2 separate regions of the Sus scrofa genome follow, and region 1 is linked to region 2. Evidence: chromatin contacts called from public promoter capture Hi-C data. All regions are on one chromosome and are shown on one strand. Each heading gives the region's core, a stretch centred on a gene start, on an enhancer-like site or on the middle of the called end of the contact. The rest is flanking DNA. Distances are from core to core; before and after follow the strand shown.

Evidence for each region. Promoter capture Hi-C pulls out the DNA fragments that hold promoters and counts their contacts.
Region 1: a contact with region 2 is called in a promoter capture Hi-C map of fetal skeletal muscle, with 8 times the contacts expected there. The contact joins the promoter of NAA10 here to the promoter of SSR4 in region 2. A contact is called at or near these places in 4 of 5 promoter capture datasets (fetal liver, fetal skeletal muscle, liver and 1 more), 22 of 47 Hi-C or Micro-C datasets (alveolar macrophages, blood, embryonic fibroblasts and 11 more) and 2 of 2 datasets of contacts at active chromatin or transcription factors (alveolar macrophages and skeletal muscle).

The regions. Positions count from the first base shown.
Region 1 is chrX:124,660,457-124,664,105 of Sscrofa11.1, reverse strand. It overlaps NAA10 (N-alpha-acetyltransferase 10), which reads left to right and starts at 1,362. Exons shown (of 8, transcript XM_013986517.2): 1 at 1,362-1,595; 2 at 2,064-2,162; 3 at 2,589-2,647; 4 at 3,472-3,517; 5 at 3,604-3,649. The coding sequence starts at 1,575. RENBP (renin binding protein) reads left to right here. Exons shown (of 11, transcript NM_213900.1): 10 at 828-915; 11 at 1,003-1,149. The coding sequence ends at 1,076.
Region 2 is chrX:124,535,137-124,538,966 of Sscrofa11.1, reverse strand. It overlaps SSR4 (translocon-associated protein subunit delta), which reads right to left and starts at 1,422. Exons shown (of 6, transcript XM_003135482.5): 1 at 1,178-1,422. The coding sequence starts at 1,244. IDH3G (isocitrate dehydrogenase [NAD] subunit gamma, mitochondrial) reads left to right here and starts at 1,397. Exons shown (of 13, transcript XM_003135497.4): 1 at 1,397-1,674. The coding sequence starts at 1,594.

The DNA of each region.
Region 1 (3,649 bases), core at 113-2,612, 130 kb before region 2:
AGGGGGAGTGTGTTTGAGACCTGTGGTGTGCAGGGCCGGAGTCAGATGTCATTGCTACATGCCCACCATCTCATCTCCCTGGAAGACAGGCCTGAAGATTAGGCCTCGGAGGAGCAGGGAACCAGGACCTCCTAGGGAGTAACTTGTTATAAAGTTACACGAGGGTTGGGCGCTTCCATCATCAATGTTTTCTTTGTTTCTTTTTCTTCTTTTTTTTTTTTTTTTTTTTTTTTTTTTGCATTTTAGGGCCAAGGAAGTTCCCAGACAAGGGATCGAATCAGAGCTACAGCTGCCAGCCTACACCACAGCCACAGCAATGCGAGATCTGAGCCGCATCTGCCAATTAACCCACTGAGCAAGGCCAGGGATAGAACCTGCATCCTCATGGTTACTAGTTGGGTTCGGGTTCATAAACCGCTGAGCCATGAAAGGAATTCCTGTTTCCTTCTTTTAAATCAGTTATTATTGAAGTACAATTTATATACTCTAAAACGTATCCATTGTAAGCATTTAGTTCACTGAGACATGACAATGTGTATATCTGTCACCACCAGCGCAATCATGATAGAGAATTTCTTATTCCAACTTGCAAGGTTTCATCTCACAGCCTGTGGCCTCTTTCCCAAGCAGTGTTATCTAGGTGCAGACTCCCACCCACCTGCAAAAAAAGGAAAAGGAAAAGCCCTCGCATTCACCTTTGTCCGGGACTCACTTAGGAGCACTGATTGTGGAGCGGTTTAGTGGGGACAGGGAACGCCCCTTCCCCAGGGCCTGTGGCGTCGGGGCGGCTCCTGCAGGCACCACCTGTCACTTCCTCCTTGTTGCAGTTTCGTGATCCCGAGTACGGGGAATGGTTTGGCTACCTGAACCGAGAGGGGAAGGTTGCCCTCACTATCAAGGGGGGTCCCTTTAAAGGTGAGTGGGAGATACGGCAGGGCTTCAGGGGCTCGGAGCGCTCGGCTGCCCCTGGCCCTCCCAACCCGCCGTCCTGCCTCTGCGCAGGCTGCTTCCACGTGCCGCGGTGCCTTGCCATGTGCGAAGAGATGCTGAGCGCCCTGCTGAGCCGCCTCGCCTAGGCTCTACGGCGCCCGGTCCTCGCCCGCTGACCCCGCCCGCCGAAGCGCAGAATAAAGCTGAGCCTGCACCATAGCCCGTGTGCGAGAGTCTCTGGGTCTCGGGAAGGGAGAGACCGCCGCGCTGGCCAGAGGGCACCTGCTCACCAGGACAGTGACCCGCCCCGCGCGCTGGGCCCGCCCACCCTGCCAACAAGGCCCGGGGCCCGCCAGGTCATTGGCCCGACCAGACCCCGCCTCGTCACGCCCCGCGGGGAGGCCCCGCCCCGCCCTTGGCCCACCCTGCGCATTGGCCAAGCGGCCGAGAGGGCGGGCCCGCGGCGCGCACTTCCGGCCGGTGGCCGGGCCCGGTGCGCACCGCCCCTTCCGCCACCGCCCCCGCGATCCCGGACCCAGCTCCAGTCCCAGCCGTGCCCTGGCAGCTCCGGCGACGCTCCGGAGCGCGGCGACAGCTGACTGCGCGTTCACGACCCGCTGGGAGCCACGAGCCCCGCCGCCGTTATGAACATCCGCAATGCGAGGGTGAGGGGCCGGGGCCGGAGGCTGTCCGCGCCGCGTGGGAGCGGGGCCCGGTGGCCGCGTGCGCATGCTCCCCAGGGGCCCAGCCGAGCCCCGGGCCAGTCGCTCTGCGCGCCAGCGGCCGACCGGCGCGGCACAGTGAAGGCCACTAAGCCGGTGGGACTGGACCTACGCGAATAGGAGGCCAGGGGCGCAGGGCCGGGGCTTGCAAACCCGTTCTTTCCGGGACGTCGGGGCGCAGCTGGATGGTGTCTGGGAGCTTCCTGGCGCTCACGTTCATTCCTGGAACAGTCAGTTTTTGCGCAGTGGCTGTGAGCCAGGCCTGTGCAGAGACAGATAGTCACGGCGCCCGCCCAGCCCGGTGGGGTGGGGGGGTGAGTAGACAGCCAGCAGAGTTGTAACAGGTCTGAGGCCTACTTAGTCACCACAGCCCCTGGCCTGACCGCATTCCGCTGCCCTCCTCCCCCGCAGCCAGAGGACCTGATGAACATGCAGCACTGCAACCTCCTGTGCCTGCCGGAGAACTACCAGATGAAATATTACTTCTACCACGGCCTTTCCTGGCCCCAGGTGGGCAGCTTTTGCATTTAGGGATGGCGGAAACCAGACCAAGGAAATTCCAGCCTGGGTCAGTTTGGGAGGGGCAGGCAAGGTCGTCAAGACCCTAGCGGGGCGAAGGGGTGAACAGGCCCTGAGTGTCTGCGGGTGGGGGGGGGGGGGAGAGGTGCCTGAAGAGGGCGGAGGAACAGGGCCAAGGTAGGGATCCCCTCTGTGCCTGTCCACCCCTTCTGGGTTAGGGACCAGGGCACAGTGTGGTGCGGGAAAACCAAGCCACTTGGGCCAGAGCTCAGGAACTGTCACTGAGCTCCCCGCCTGTGCTTGGCTGCCGTCTGTCACACACACGGTAAGAGGCAGGCGGTCGGGCCAGGTGTCCGCCAAGGGCGCCTCCGGCTCTGACAGGCGTTTGTTTTCTGCCTTCTCTTTGCTGTCACCCAGCTCTCTTACATCGCCGAGGATGAGAATGGGAAGATTGTGGGGTACGTCCTGGCCAAAATGTGAGTCACCAAAGGATGGAGAGAGAAGCCTGGCGCCTGACCTGGGCCGGGGAGAGGGGGGAGCACCAACTCGGGATGCTGTGCCTGGGGTGGGCTGGTTGGTTGGTTTCTAGTTCAGTTGTGGCTTTACAAGCAACTGAGGGGCGAGTCCAGGGTTCCCATGTGACCTCTCCCCTCTTCTCTAGTCTCCTATCCTTGACATCTTGCGGGACATTTGTTACAGGTGGTGAGGCGACATTGCTACATTGAAGTCCACAGTCTCTGCCTTCTGCCCTCTGTGGACAGATGGCTCCCAGCACCTGTGCCCCTACTGTAGTGTCAGGCCCAGCAGTGTCACTGCCCTGAAAGTCCCTGTGCTCCTCACAGCCGTCTCTTCCTCCCTCCAGCCCTGGTGGCCACTGATCTCTTTCCTCTCTCCACAGTTTTGCTTTTCCCAGGCCATATGTTTAGAACCCGTGTGTAGCCTTTTCAAACCACCTTTCACTTTAGTCATGTGCGTTGAAGTTTCTTCCACCTGCTTCCATGGCTTGAGAGCTCCTTTCTTTTTTTGGGGGGGGGGCTGGCCTGTGGCAGGTGGAAGTTCCCAGGCAAGGGATCAAACCCTTGCCACAGCAGCGACCCGAGCCGCTGCAGGGACAGTGCCAGTTCCTAACACGCTGCGCCACAAGGGAACTCCAGAGAGCTCTTTTCTTGTTAGCCTTGAACGATACTCCATCGACCCTGCATGTCTTTTGGCTGCTGCCTGGGGTTCTGAGAGTCCTGGCTCCCGCCCCCTGGGGCTGGGACGTCTGAGGTTCTTCACTAACCCCTTCTTCCTGCGCTAGGGAAGAGGACCCTGACGACGTGCCCCACGGCCACATCACCTCATTGGTGCGTAGGGCCCCCCCCCCCGCCGGGCTCTGGGGGGAGTGGGAGTTAGTGGGAGCAGCCCTCGAGGCCCACCTTTCTCCCACCAGGCAGTGAAGCGTTCCCACCGGCGCCTCGGCCTGGCTCAGAAGCTGA
Region 2 (3,830 bases), core at 173-2,672:
TTAGCCACGGCCACGCTGCTAGAGGCCGCAAGGAAGGAGAGGCGCCATCTAAGCCACAAGGCGCCAACTGCTGGAGTGTGGTGTCCAGGCAGGGCCATGACTTTGGCCGAGGCAGGAGGCTATGGGTCTGGAATGGTAGGAGGAAGATGCCTGGGGACATGGGCAGGTGGCTCTCAGGAGCCCCAGCTCACAGATCCTTCTCTGCTTTGCTAAGCTTTTCCCTAAGGACACGATGGAGCACCAAGGGGTTTTAGAGTCAGGTTTGTCCTCTCCAGGTATCACTGGCCATGGCGTGGGAATTCCCGATGAGCACATGAGAAGAGAGCAGGCAGTGAGGCCACTTAGGCTGGTTAGACACTCCGGGCACCAAGGGTGCTGGCCTGAACTAGGGCAGGTATGATAAATGCACAAAAGTGGCCCTGACCCATTGCAGGCCCCGAGGCCCAGTGGGGGCTCCTGCAAAGACCTCCTGCTCTACACACTTCTGGACTCCAGTCTGAGCTCAACCCTGCCACTAAGTGTTAATCTCCCAAGCATGTTAATCCATGTGACTGTGCTTCAGCTCTGCTGAAGAGCCCTATAAGGATACATCAAGGCCAAGGGAAGAAAATAAACGCCGTCTGGCCCGGCACCCTAGGCCGGCTCATCTTTCCCTCTTCAGTTCCTTTCGAACTCGCCCGCACTCTCGGCCCCTCTGCCTGGACCGTCCCTGCCCCCTCTCGTCACTCAGCGCTCCCTTCCTGAGGAGGCCTGGCCCCACCGCACCGGCTCAGGTGGTTCCTCTCCACCAGCCCAGTTTCTCGGTCCGATCACCCCGCGCTGCAGAGCTTTGCTCCAGTTCGACCCCCCTTCGGGACCAGGAGCTTTGGAAGTGGGAGCAGGGACGTGTGTCACTTTCCCTGCTGGAGCTGGGGCCAGGCGCACGGGAGAGGCTCTGGGACTCTTCCTCGCGGGAGCAGACAGGGGAAAGATCTGGCTGTTTCTTCCAGCAGCCTGGCTGCTGGACAAACGTGTACGGCAGGAGCGCGTAGTGGCCCCGGCCGCCGCGACCAGAGACCACCTGCCTCTCGGAGGAAGAAGGCCCAGACCCCCGCTTCGCCCGCACCCGTCCTCCCCCGACGCACCACCAGTCGTGGGAGAGAGGCTCGCCAGAAACGAGCCCCGGCCAGGCCGCTACCTGAGCAGCAGGAGAGGCCGGACAGCAGGAGTAGCGCCAGGGCGCCGAGAGATGCCAGCGCCGCCATCGCCTCTTCTCTGCCGAGGAAAAAAGAGAGCGACTCCCCTGAACACGAGGAGCAGACGAGGAAGCGCGACGCGTAAGCGACCGCAGCAGCCAATCTGGCGCCGGCGGGCCGGTGACGTCACTGGCGGCACTGACGTGTCCCCTCCCCGGACCCGGGGCCCGGCGGGCCGCCCCCGCAAAATGGCGGCCACAGCCGCGCAGTCGGAGCCGGAAGAGGGCGTGGGAACCGGCGCGGTCGCGTGCGTGCGCTCGGCCGGGCCCACGCCCACTCCCCGGAGCGCGCGCTCCGGTGAACTCTCGCGAGAGTGGCATTTGAGGGTCGAGACCTGCTGCGGTTCTCACTTTCTGTCATGGCGCTGAAGGTGGCGACGGCTGCAGGCGGCGCGGCGAAGGCAGTGCTCAGGCCAGCCCTCCTCTGCCGTCCCTGGGAGGTGAGAAGAGGGAGCGGGCCACGGGGGAAGCCGCGGCCCTCGCCGAGGGGGGTGCTTGCATCTCCGCTAGGCAGGTCTGGCAGCCGCGGCTCTCAGAGCGTCCTGGAGCCCCATTGGCCACAGGCCCCGCGAGAGGAGGGGAGAGTGGTGCGGACCGACGTTGATTGGCCACTTCGGCTGTCAGTGACTAGGTTAGCCCAAGCTGGCCCTGGTCTGGCTCCCCCAGGGGTCTGCATCTTGCGGCGGGGTGGGGGCCCGCACTCGCGGGTTGAGTGGCTGCGGCGGGCAGAGTGTCACCTCCCTAGTGTCCTTGTGGAATCTCGCCCGAGGCGGTCACGTGTCCCGGCCCGCCTTGCATTGGCCCTCTTGGGAATCCGTTCCAGGCCGCCCTTCCTCCTCGAGTTTCTCTCTAGCGGATCGCTTTGCCACCTGTCCCAGCGCAGGTGGCGAATCGGACTTTGCCGGTACACTGGAGGCTTCCCCCCATGCAGGCGCCTGGAATGGGAAGGAGCTAGGATTCCTGAAGCTGGCGGGTTGGGAGGCCGCGAGGGCTTGTCTTCCGTCTTTCTCCGTTTAGAATCTTGGTTATTCAGGTCTGATTCTTCTCTCATTATACACGTGAGTGAGGTTAATTTAGTCCCTGGGCGTGTTGGAAGCCATTTGAAGCATCAGCGAGTTAGGACTGGCCCTGAGGTACAGCAGGGATGCGCTCTCTGGGCCCCAGTTTCCCCGCTGTCTCAAAGGATCTAGCCAACTCTGACCTTCCAGAACTCTGTGACTTCGCTGACACCCCTTGCACACATATCTCCTGCCTGCTTACCCTCTCTGAGCCCCGTAACAGCTTTTGCTTTATTGAATGGCGTTTAAATGCTGACTTCTCCCGCTTGCAAGCGAGCGGCTCTCCAGAGGTCCTACAGCTCTGGCAGCTTGGGTCCTGCAGGATCTTGGCGAGGACTTTTGTCTCTTCCCCGACCTTCCCTGTGTGTAGGTTTGTGTTGGTCTTGGGATGAAAACGGACTGCAGGGAATGCTTGCTAGCTGGGCAATGCCTTGCCTTGAGACTGGTTGTCCCGGGCATGGGGCCCTTTAGAGATGAAGTCCAGATCTTTGATCCCACTAACTTGGACTGGACCTTGTGGGAAAACATGCAGCCACCATTGGTCCTAGATCCAACAAGAGAGAAACCTCACTAAGACGTGGGCTGTGGGAGCCCTTCGGTTGGCACACATACCGTTCTGGACTTTGCGTGGCACCATCAAAGGACGAGGACTAACTGTCCGTCCTCCTGCTTGATGAACAAGCCGGAGACCAATGCATATATCCCATCCTGCCTCATACTGGGCTCCTTGGATGTGTAGTTTCACAGACTCTTTGTAACCCCCTGAAGGAAGATGCCTGCATCTGTCCAGAGCAGAGCTCAGGGAAGTTGCTGTCCCGAGAGCTCTCGGGGCCTTTCGCCAAGGCTGGAGGGAACACCTAGCATTGGGATCAGCTGAGGGAGAGGTTCAGCCCTGGTGGTGGTGATGGGATCCAAAGTCTGGTGGTGGGTTGTTGCCCAGATGCTGAGCCAGGCCCAGTGCGAGTGCTGGCTCACCGCCCCGGCCGAGTTACCTGCGCAGTGCCAGTGGATTTCAGAGGGCCGAAACCCAGGAGGGATTGCTGCTGGGAGCTGCAGGGGCCCGCCCAGCATCCTCATTGGACACCAGCCTTAAACATTGGCCTGGTAGGGTGAGGAGGAGAGGTGTGCTTTTGCACAGCCCCGTGTGCCTCCTGGGGCCTGAACAGCCTGCAAACCTCTCCTGGCTTCGTGCTTCCTCCAGCAGTGAGATGAAGTTGGCGCCTCTGTTCTGTGGATGGCAGGTCTGGGCGGGGGGCTCAAGATTAAGCTGTTTGCTGCCAAGGGTAGGAGACGGTGGATTTGGATCAAGGTCTCGCCAGCTTCGGAGCCGCCATATCTTCCTTCATCTTCTGGGGTGCTCGTTCCTTCAGGAAGTGGTCCTTGTGTCCCAGCTCTGGGCCAGGTTTTCTGCTGGGTCTTGGGGTGACAGTAGGGGACCACACAGACATGGCATCCACTCTGAGGGGCTTCGGGGTTAGAGAGGGAGCAAGGCAGCAATAACCTAAGGAGATTATGGGTGGGGAGGAGGGTTAGGGTTA